2 separate regions of the Pan troglodytes genome follow, and region 1 is linked to region 2. Evidence: chromatin contacts called from public Hi-C data. All regions are on one chromosome and are shown on one strand. Each heading gives the region's core, a stretch centred on a gene start, on an enhancer-like site or on the middle of the called end of the contact. The rest is flanking DNA. Distances are from core to core; before and after follow the strand shown.

Region 1 (4,652 bases), core at 1,942-4,441, 600 kb before region 2:
AAAATTCAAGTTCAATTAATACAACTTTATCATTAACATGATTATAATTAATATTCATATTAAATTAAATGCATATTAATCTAAATTATAGCATGAAACCAAAAACTAAGATTAGTCTGGCCATGGGTAGCTAAAGATTCCTGTATTACAATAGGAATATAAAAGATACCTATCTTTTATATTGCAATACAGGAATCTTTTATTATATTCAAGAATTATCTTTTATATTAAATAGAAATTAATAAAATAACTTTAGAAAAATTATTTTTCTCTTCTAAACAAATAATTATGCTTATAATGCAATGTCAAGCATAAGTCTTATTTCTTGTAATGTGTAATTATTAATTGTGAACTGAATATTAAAAGAAGTTTATTTATTAGAGAGATATAAGTACCATAAAAGGGAATTCCATTTAAATGTGTACTCACAAACATAAGAAAAAAGAAGCAATTTTTCCCTTAAAGTGCTTTAAAAACTATTACAATAATTAAGAGAAACAGAATGCATTTTGATAAATCCATTTAATGTAAATAAGAAATTCGGCCCTATTTAAACTTTATGAATAAGTAGATTATTTTGCTACTAGTCATAATTTTAATTTAAGGTTCACCATATCTTGTATACCTTAAGACATAGTAACAATACTTACATCAAATACTTAGACATTTTTCCTGCTATTTTACTTAGGGAAAGATGTGTTTGTTGGTTGCTTATTTAGATCTTTGACAAACTCTCCAAATCAAACAAGGTCAAGCCACAAATAATGCCCAAGATCAACTAAAAATCTAGTAAAGATCAATGACTTGAAATGTGGATTTGAAAGGATGTGGGTCAAAGTAAAAGCTGCAAGATTTTTTTTCTTCATTATTTTAAAACGAATGCACATCTTCTGCGGGTAAAACAGCCCAAAGCAGTGTCTTTTAAACCATCTATACCAAAGATAAAACACCTTGGAAACAACAAGCCTTTGACATCTGTGACACAGGAGACATGCAGAAGTCATTAAGGGTATCCCGAGGGGGTTCCAACAGTTGCTTCACTTTAGGGTGGATGTGAGAAGGCTTAAAATTAAATTACTTTAAAATAAAGTTAGAGCAGTAAGCAATTTCCTGCTTTCTACTCAGAAGGGTTTCCCGTGAGAAAAGAAAGTGGGCAAAAAGCTCAGACAGACAGACAAACATATTTACCCCTAGGTGGAAGGTACAAATTAAATTAGCCTGCTACAAAAGGGAGATGTTTTCTCCTTCTGTTCAGATGTCATGGTAGTGAGGAAACATAGTCTGGGGCCAAGAAAAATGGCACAAATGCATTCATCTGAGCTACCATTCATCCTGATCCAAGGTCTAAACAGAACACATAAAAGAACGGCACTGTTGAAGGACTTCCTCTCCCTAGTTACCAAGTTGAGACTTGCAAAGGCACATGGGAGCAGGGGGTGGGGATCTTTCCAGAATGTTTCAATGTTGATGGAGTGTCAGAGGATGTTATGGAGTTAATGACTGAATCTGAAATCACATCAGTATAATTTGATTCCATATTTCATAGAAAGAGCTGTATTTTATGGTGCACAGTATGGTGTGTTTAAAGGTACATTGTGAACTTTCTTTCCCTCTGTAGCTGGAAACCAATATAGGCACTTCCAAAGAGTCAAGTATCTATTATAGTGCCTCATTAATATGCATGTTTTTGGCACTCAGTTTGGTTCAGCTGGTATGCTTTCCAGTATCTCATTCTTTATTTATATGAGACTGGGAGGTGTGACCTATGGAGCCAGTTGGCTGTCATGAATTGGAATATTCATTAAGCCTCATGAATTATGCATTAGCCTGCTTATAATACTGAGATCCACATTTGATCTAGCCAGAACTCTCTGCTTTCCATTCAATGAAATGATCCACATTTTGGTCAAACTGTACATGTGTTCCATACACTGCAGAAGGACTGCCTGTATATTTGCCACCAAAAAGACTTGGAGATTTTGCACCTCACATCTGACTAAGTGGGTTTCATATTTTTCGCTTGTTTGAAGGGCATTGCAGACATGGTTCTCCTCTGTAAAACGAGGTTAGAGTAGCATTCTTCCCTAGCCTGATTACTATTTCCATCCATTACTGCCCTTGCCTATAAAAGTCACCAATGACTGGTAAGCAGCCTGGATTACAAAAGATATGTAGCTATCTCCTGGCAATCCACACACAAAAGCAAAGCCAAATATAAAAAACATGGAAAGTGCTTTTAAGAATTTAGTTTCTCTTATCTAAAACAAGGAAACCCTTTTACTGATAACCTTATCATTTGTGATACTTTTTTATGGATAGGTATATCCTGGCTACATAAAATCTAATTTGTAGATCTTGTTGATGTTACAAGATTTTATCAAAATTCAATGACAGTATTTATTAGGCATTAAATATTTTAATTGTTAAATAATATGGATCAATATTAAATTCATGGCTTGCTTAAATCCACACCTTTTACCATAGAAAGGAAAAAACAGCTGAAAAAAATCAACTGGTAAAGATTAGTAAAATCTGTAATACACATCAGTAAACTGAAACTCTGAAAGCATTTCACCTTTATTCATTCTTTGTACAAGCTACTCAAGTTAAAATTGTCCCCCCCAAAATATCAATTCTTAAGTAAAAATATTATTTTATATAGCATCGATCTCAAATATTTGATCACCACCCACTTTAAAAAGTTTCTATTCTTTCTTTCTCAATGTAGACCTGCTTTGGAGGGAACTCCTATTCAGGTAAATAATTACTATAATGTAAAGCCTAAAACATAATTTGAATTTAGCCCATTCCATCTGCTATATTCTGGAAGACTGGACTAAGGAATCTATAACCAGCTCTACAAAAGGTCATGGGTGAGTGCTGGGTAAAATGGCATTGTTTACAGATTTCTTAGTGAAGAGATTAGCTGTCATTTATTTTCACATACCTAACTGAGGAGCTTTAGTGGTTCCCAGCAAGAGTGTGTTCACTTCTCTTTCTTAGCCTGTCACATCCTTGTCAGTTTCAATAAAATTACTTACCTGAATTATGCAAATGAGGTTTTGTTATGTCCAGCTCCCATCATTGTTCATCTCCACAACAGCTGAAAATTCTAGCAGACCCCTTGCTTACACTGTCTGATTCCAGGACTCCTTAGGTCAAGACCTTTCAACCTCAGAGCTTGACTTATGCCACAACCATTTGACAAATCGCCCAGACCCTCACAAAAGCTGGTTGAGCTCCAGAGTGGCTGCTCTCTCTATACACCACTGTTTCTCTGTTTTGACATTTCCTTCTCACTTTTCCTCTCAGTAATTAGACAAAGGGAAAAAAAGACATTTGTGTTTAAAGAATGCTTTCATTTAGGACTGTGATAAATGGCTCCCCTTTCCAAGAAGCTGCAATCCCACTACAGGACAGAAGGTTCCTTCACAAGGGGTTTGGACAGCAAAGGCCTTCCACCAAAGTTATCCTGGACTTCAGCTTTGCCTCTAAAAAGCCTGCAGAGAGTTTCCACTGATCTCTTCTGTGTTTTCAGTAAAACTGAAAAATGGAAAAATGTAGCATGAACTTCCACATTAAAAGTATCATGGTTGTAAATGCAAGGACATTGAGATTATGATTTAAGTATTTCTAGGAATGTTTGGTGTTGGAAAACACATTTGGAACAAAAAGGCACTGTGCCTTTTTTTTTTAAGTAATCTTAGTGCCTTAAAAAAGTCTCTGTTCAAGTACTAAATTCCAGATTATAACATACCCCACTCTCCAGTATGTTTCATATATCATCTTGAAAAAGAATGAATTGACAGAACTATCAGAGATCTGACGTTTTAGTGGCCCATAACAAATCTGAAATATTTGTGGGGAAGTTTACTCATGTTTCTTTTAAAATAAAATACAACTCTATCGTGCTGCAGAAAGGAAAATTGGCATTGTAATCGAGAAAAAAATTTTAATAGAGAGTAATGTATGTCAGCCAGATTTTCTTAAGGTGCTTTCAGAGTAATGAGTTAATGTTTATTGTTCCATTAGGGAAAAAAGATTGCGAAACATGTAAAACAATTGAATCTGCATGTGACTCAACTGTTGAGAGTTTCAGTGAGGAATTAGTGTGTTACTGTTCATGCTATAGTTAATCTGTCACCTTTGCTCATGGTAGTGCATTAATCAGAACATCACCAAATGACGTTCCCAAACCAGGCAAATCACCTTTAATCTGATATCACAGTTTAAGTAATTAACCAACAAGTTTACCTTGGAAGTTTAAGGCATGATATATGACTTTATTCACAAATTAAGGAAGGAAAAAAAAACGGGGATTTAGGAAAGATAATGAAATTGAAACGTGGTGTTTATCTGATTTACAGAACACTATTGTTATACTCATTAGTCTTGTGAAATTATGACACTTTAAATGTTTGCAAGAGAAGATTACTTTTATTTTATATTATTTTTAATAATTGGTAGATCATACACATAGTTCCTAATAGATTTATAATACATTTATTTTAATAAAAAAGGAATGTGGCACATGATTTTTAAAAGCCATGATTCATGTAAACAAACTATCTGTGGTCCCTTCCTCTTCCTTGTAGTTAGTTATGGGAGCTAAAACAATATAAATGAATAAACATATCAAAGTTTCTATCCCC
Region 2 (4,807 bases), core at 409-2,908:
GAGGGGAGGAGGGACTCGGCTGTGTGCCGCCCGGGAGCGGCTCCCGTCCGCTAGGTGGCAGCCGGAGCCAGCGATTCCTGCAAGCCCCGCCGCGGGACCCGCTCCTCCCGCCTGCCCCTCCTCCCGCGACCAATCACCTTCAGGATTCAGGAATCGGGGTCTCGGTCTCTCTCTCTCTCTCTCTCTCTCTCTCTCTCTCTCTCTCTCTCTCTCTCTCTCCTCTCTCTCCTCTCTCTCTCTCTCTCTCTCTCCTCCTCCTCTCTCTCTCTCTCTGGGTCTCTCTCTCTCTCTCTGGGTCTCTCTCTCTCTCTCTCTCTCCTCCTCCTCTCTCTCTCTCTCTGGGTCTCTCTCTCTCTCTCTGGGTCTCTCTCTCTCTCTCTCTCTCTGGGTCTCTCTCTCTCTCCTCTCTTCTGTCTCTCTCTCAATATCTCGCGCTCTCTCTCTCCCCTCTCTCTTCTCTCTCTCAATATCTCGCGCGCTCTCTCTCCTCTCTCCTCTCTTTCCTTTCCTCTCCTCTCTCTCTCTCCCCCTCCCCCTTTTCTCTCTCCCTCTCCGCCTCCCCCTCTCTCCATCTTCTCGTTTGTTTGCTCTTTTCCCGGGACTGACTTGGCCACACTAATCTCCCCCCACCCTGCAACAATATGGGGACTTACTACTGTTTTATTAATAATTATTGAAGCATTGTTGGAGTTTGGAACAGCCAGGTGATTAAAAAAAAAAAAAGAAGGAAAAATTGGATTGATTGGAAAGTTTATTTTTAAAATCATCTTTGGGATAAATAGGAACCCCTGATTCCGATCGAATTTGTGGCAATAGCTGCAAATTCCAGGAGTGTGCTTTGTCATCATTAAACCTTTTAAACCAAGGTATACTTTGGATCAAAAAATAGGGAGATCCTACCCTGTTTCTACTTGTTTCTAAAAAGGATATAAAATGAGCAGAATCCAGACTTGGATTGTGCTTATATGTGAGAGAAGAAAACAATCCAAATCCAGTATATTTCACAAATCATTAAAATGGTGGGGGTTTCATTCCCATTAAAAATTTTTCCAAACATTTTCAATGACACTCTCTTCACGCTCATAAAATCTAATTTTAAAAACTTTTCAGAAGAAATCAAAATAATTTCCCTCTAATTCTCCTTTTGCCCATCGCTAGGCGTTCTCCCCCTCGTCATCCCTTCCCCCTCTGGGGTGTGAGCGTAAGTGTGTGTGTGTGTGTGTATGTGTATGTGTGTGACCATAGACGACCCATACTAATCAGGTCTCAGAGTAAATAGCAGCGCAGGGCGATCTCAATGTAAATTGCGCTTGTCAGAAACACACCCCCCTCCCTCACTTTCTCTCCTCCTCCCCACACCATCCCAGTCTGTAGGTAGCTAAGGGGGGGGGGGAGAAAGAAAGCAAAAGAGGAGGGGGGAGGGGCTCTCCAACCAATGGCGTGCAGGAGGCTTGGCTAACCTTAGCCTCCCATTTTCTCTCCCCCCGATTCAGGGCTCTGACCAGTCAGTCGCCTTTGATTATCAGTTGCCAGCAGCCCTTCTCTTGGCTCCTTGACACGAGCTCCATATAAGGCAGCGATCTCCATAGAAACGTGTCAGTTTCAATAGTAGTGTCAAAGTTCACTATATACAGACATTCGCGCAGATCCCCCTTTCGGAAACATTGCTCTGCGAGTCCTCCCGTTTAAACGCATTCAATTTTTGGGTCTCTCTCTCTCTCTCTTCTTCTCTTCTCTTCTCTCTCTCTCTCTCCTCTCTCTCTCTCCTTTCTCCCCCCTCTCTCCCTCCTCTCCTCTCTCTCTCCTCTCTTCTCTGAACCTCTCTTCTCTTTCTCTTTTCTTACATATTCTACTAGTTGTTTTCCCCTTCTTCTTCTCCTTTCTCTCCTTTTTCTCCCTCCTCCTTGTCTCTTTTACTCCATTCCTGAAGAAGAGAGAGGGCTAAACTTAAAGAAAAAAAAAGGAGGAGGAGGAGGAGGAGGCACCCCCTTCGTATTCTTCTTATCGTTATTTTATACATATATGATTTTTTTTGGAGGGAGGGTGTTGGTTGCCGGCTGAAGAGCACTTATTTAAAATACTAAAAAAAGAACATTTTTGGGCGATCTCCAGGGTTTTTTTAACTAGCTCTGTGTGTTATAGCAGAAGAAGCAGAAGAAGGAGCAAGAAAGAGGAAAAGAAGAGGATTATTTATTCGACCTACTTTGGATGTCTCTCTCGCTTTTCCTTTTTCCTTTTTTTTGGCAATTATTTTCTTCTGATTTTTATTTTTTCTATTTCGCTGTGATTTCGTCGCCGGCGTGAATTATCCCGTATTTTTCTCCCCCTTCCGTCACCTCCCGAAAGAAGAAGGCAGCGAGAGCCCGGCGCCACCGGCACAACAAAAAGAGCAAAGTGTGTGATCTTCCTCGCCGGCTGCCTCCCGCTCTCCAGCGCTGCCTTCCTGAATGGCTGGCTGCGTCCGGCCCTGGACCTGGCCCCCCGACACCCGCGCGCCCTGATCGCCGCCGGCAGCCTCGCCCAGCGCCCTGCTCGGCTCACCGCGCTCCCCGCACTCCCGAGCCCGGCGAGGGCTCCCGCCGGGACAGCGGCGGCGCCGCGGGCGGCCCCGGCCTCCGCTCGCGCTCCGGCTGCGGCCCCGACTCCTGCTCGGACTCCGGCCCGGGCCGCGGCTCCTCCAGCGGCGCTCGCCGCAGCAGCTCCGGCGGCAGCTCCAGCGGCGCCTGCAGCCGCGACCTCCTCCTCCGCCGCCGCCGCCGCCGCCTCCGCCCTCGCCGGCTTCCTCTATGTCGGCTCAGCCCGCGCGCTGCGCGTAGCCCGAGCGGCCGGCGGGCGGGCGCCCGGCGCGGGTGAGCGACTGTGTGTGCGAGTGTGTGTGTGCGCGGGGGTGCGGGCGAGGCGGAGGGCGAGTGTGTGCGCGCGCCGTGGCCCATGCCCGCCGCCCCCGGCGCTGCGCCCCGCGCCGCTCCCGGCTGCCGCCTGTGCCATTTCTGATTTTGCAACTTGGGGAAGAAGAAAAAAGCGAGAGAAGGGAGCTTGCTCGCCGGGGGGTGGGGAGGGGGGAAGGAGAGCGCGGCCCCCCCAGGAACGGAGCGCGGGGGGAGCGGGCGAGGGGAGCAGGGGTGTTGGGGGGGGGAGCCTGAGAGCCTGGGGGGGCTGCAAAAAGAGAGAAAGAAAACAGCAGGAACCACAACAAAACGCCAGCAGGGCGGGCGGGCGCGCAGCAGCAGCGGGGCGGCCGAGGCAGTAGCGGCGGCAGCGGCGGCGGCGGCGGAGGCAGCGGCCGGTGTCCGGCTCGGGCTCGGCTCCTGCGACCCCGGGGCGCCCGGCGGGCCCCCCGCCCCCTCCCCCTCCCCCCTTCCCCTTCCCCTTCCCCTCCCAGCGCGCCCGCGCGCCCCGCGGCCCTCGGCGAGCAGCTCGGCTCCCCCCAGCGCTCCCCGGGCCCAAAGATATGGCAATGGTAGTTAGCAGCTGGCGAGATCCGCAGGACGACGTGGCCGGGGGCAACCCCGGCGGCCCCAACCCCGCAGCGCAGGCGGCCCGCGGCGGCGGCGGCGGCGCCGGCGAGCAGCAGCAGCAGGCGGGCTCGGGCGCGCCGCACACGCCGCAGACCCCGGGCCAGCCCGGAGCGCCCGCCACCCCCGGCACGGCGGGGGACAAGGGCCAGGGCCCGCCCGGTTCGGGCCAGAGCCAGCAGCACATCGAGTGCGTGGTGTGCGGGGACAAGTCGAGCGGCAAGCACTACGGCCAATTCACCTGCGAGGGCTGCAAAAGTTTCTTCAAGAGGAGCGTCCGCAGGAACTTAACTTACACATGCCGTGCCAACAGGAACTGTCCCATCGACCAGCACCACCGCAACCAGTGCCAATACTGCCGCCTCAAGAAGTGCCTCAAAGTGGGCATGAGGCGGGAAGGTGAATATTTCTTCTCTGCTTCTCTCCCCGCGCTTCGCCCGCCTCCCTGGCTCTTTCTTTCTTTCTCGCCCGGGTGGTTGCTGTGTGGGGCTGGGGCTCCTGTGGTCCCGGCCCGTCCCAGCTTTCCTTCTCCCGGCTGCCTTCCTCCCCCGGCGTCTCCCCCCGCCCTCCCCAGCTCGCTGCCGCTGCCTCCCCCTCCCGGCCTGCGCTCATCTCCCCGGCTCCCCCACCCCGCCCGCTGCCTGCTCAGGATTGTGTCCCTGAGATCGTGAGCTGTGGCTTAAAATCCCCTTCTTCCCTCTGTCTTGGATGTGCTCGGTGTGTGTCTCTTTCCCGCGTGTGCGTGAGGCTGCTTAAGGCTGTGCTGGCATGAACTTGGGGAGGGGTGCTTATTTCCCCCAGAAAACTCTGTTTCTGTGGTTTTTTTTCATTCCACTTTTCCCTCCACCTCTTCATACCCTTTATTTAAAATGGGGGAGGGCTGGGGGCTGGAGTACCCTGAACCATAGATTCATTGCTGCCATCATCCTTTTGGAAGCTTAGCTCGGAAAAAGAGGAGTGAGATTTATTGCACTTGTAGGTCTAATTAGGGGGGAAGGGGGGCTTCTGGCCCGTTCACTGGTTCCCTCTCTTCTTCACGGAGCTGGGGCCGCCTCCTCCAGAGCTGTGGCCTTGTTTTCACCCCTCTACTTTGAAAGGAAAGTTTGTGACTGAACCGTGCTTTCATAGTTGTGTCATTTTTTTTAAAGCATGATACTCGTTTTATTTCTTCATCAAACTCCACCCTCTGCTTAAATACTGCATACAAATTACAATTTACAACGGCATTTACCGATCCTTCTGATTTGGCCGTAATGCATAGACTGCAGCTGGCATGAGCTTCCACATCATTT

Evidence for each region. Hi-C and Micro-C count contacts between places; a contact is called where the count stands out from the background.
Region 1: a contact with region 2 is called in a Hi-C map of stem cell-derived neural progenitor cells, with 5 times the contacts expected there. The contact joins the enhancer-like site here to the promoter of NR2F1 in region 2. A contact is called at or near these places in 1 of 7 Hi-C or Micro-C datasets (stem cell-derived neural progenitor cells) and 1 of 1 datasets of contacts at active chromatin or transcription factors (stem cell-derived excitatory neurons).

What each region holds. Positions count from the first base shown.
Region 1 is chr4:23,155,305-23,159,956 of NHGRI_mPanTro3-v2.0_pri, reverse strand. The region is part of intron 1 of LOC104006368 (a long non-coding RNA gene); the gene reads left to right. Among named protein-coding and RNA genes, the nearest start is that of NR2F1, 600 kb to the right of the region's middle. Within about 2 kb of position 3,191, at least 6 of the 24 cell types and tissues checked have an H3K27ac peak or open chromatin away from gene starts, as enhancers often do. A contact at or near this core is called in stem cell-derived neural progenitor cells, where this site is marked.
Region 2 is chr4:22,549,827-22,554,633 of NHGRI_mPanTro3-v2.0_pri, reverse strand. NR2F1 (nuclear receptor subfamily 2 group F member 1) reads left to right here and starts at 1,658. Exons shown (of 3, transcript XM_517657.9): 1 at 1,658-3,914. The coding sequence starts at 3,452.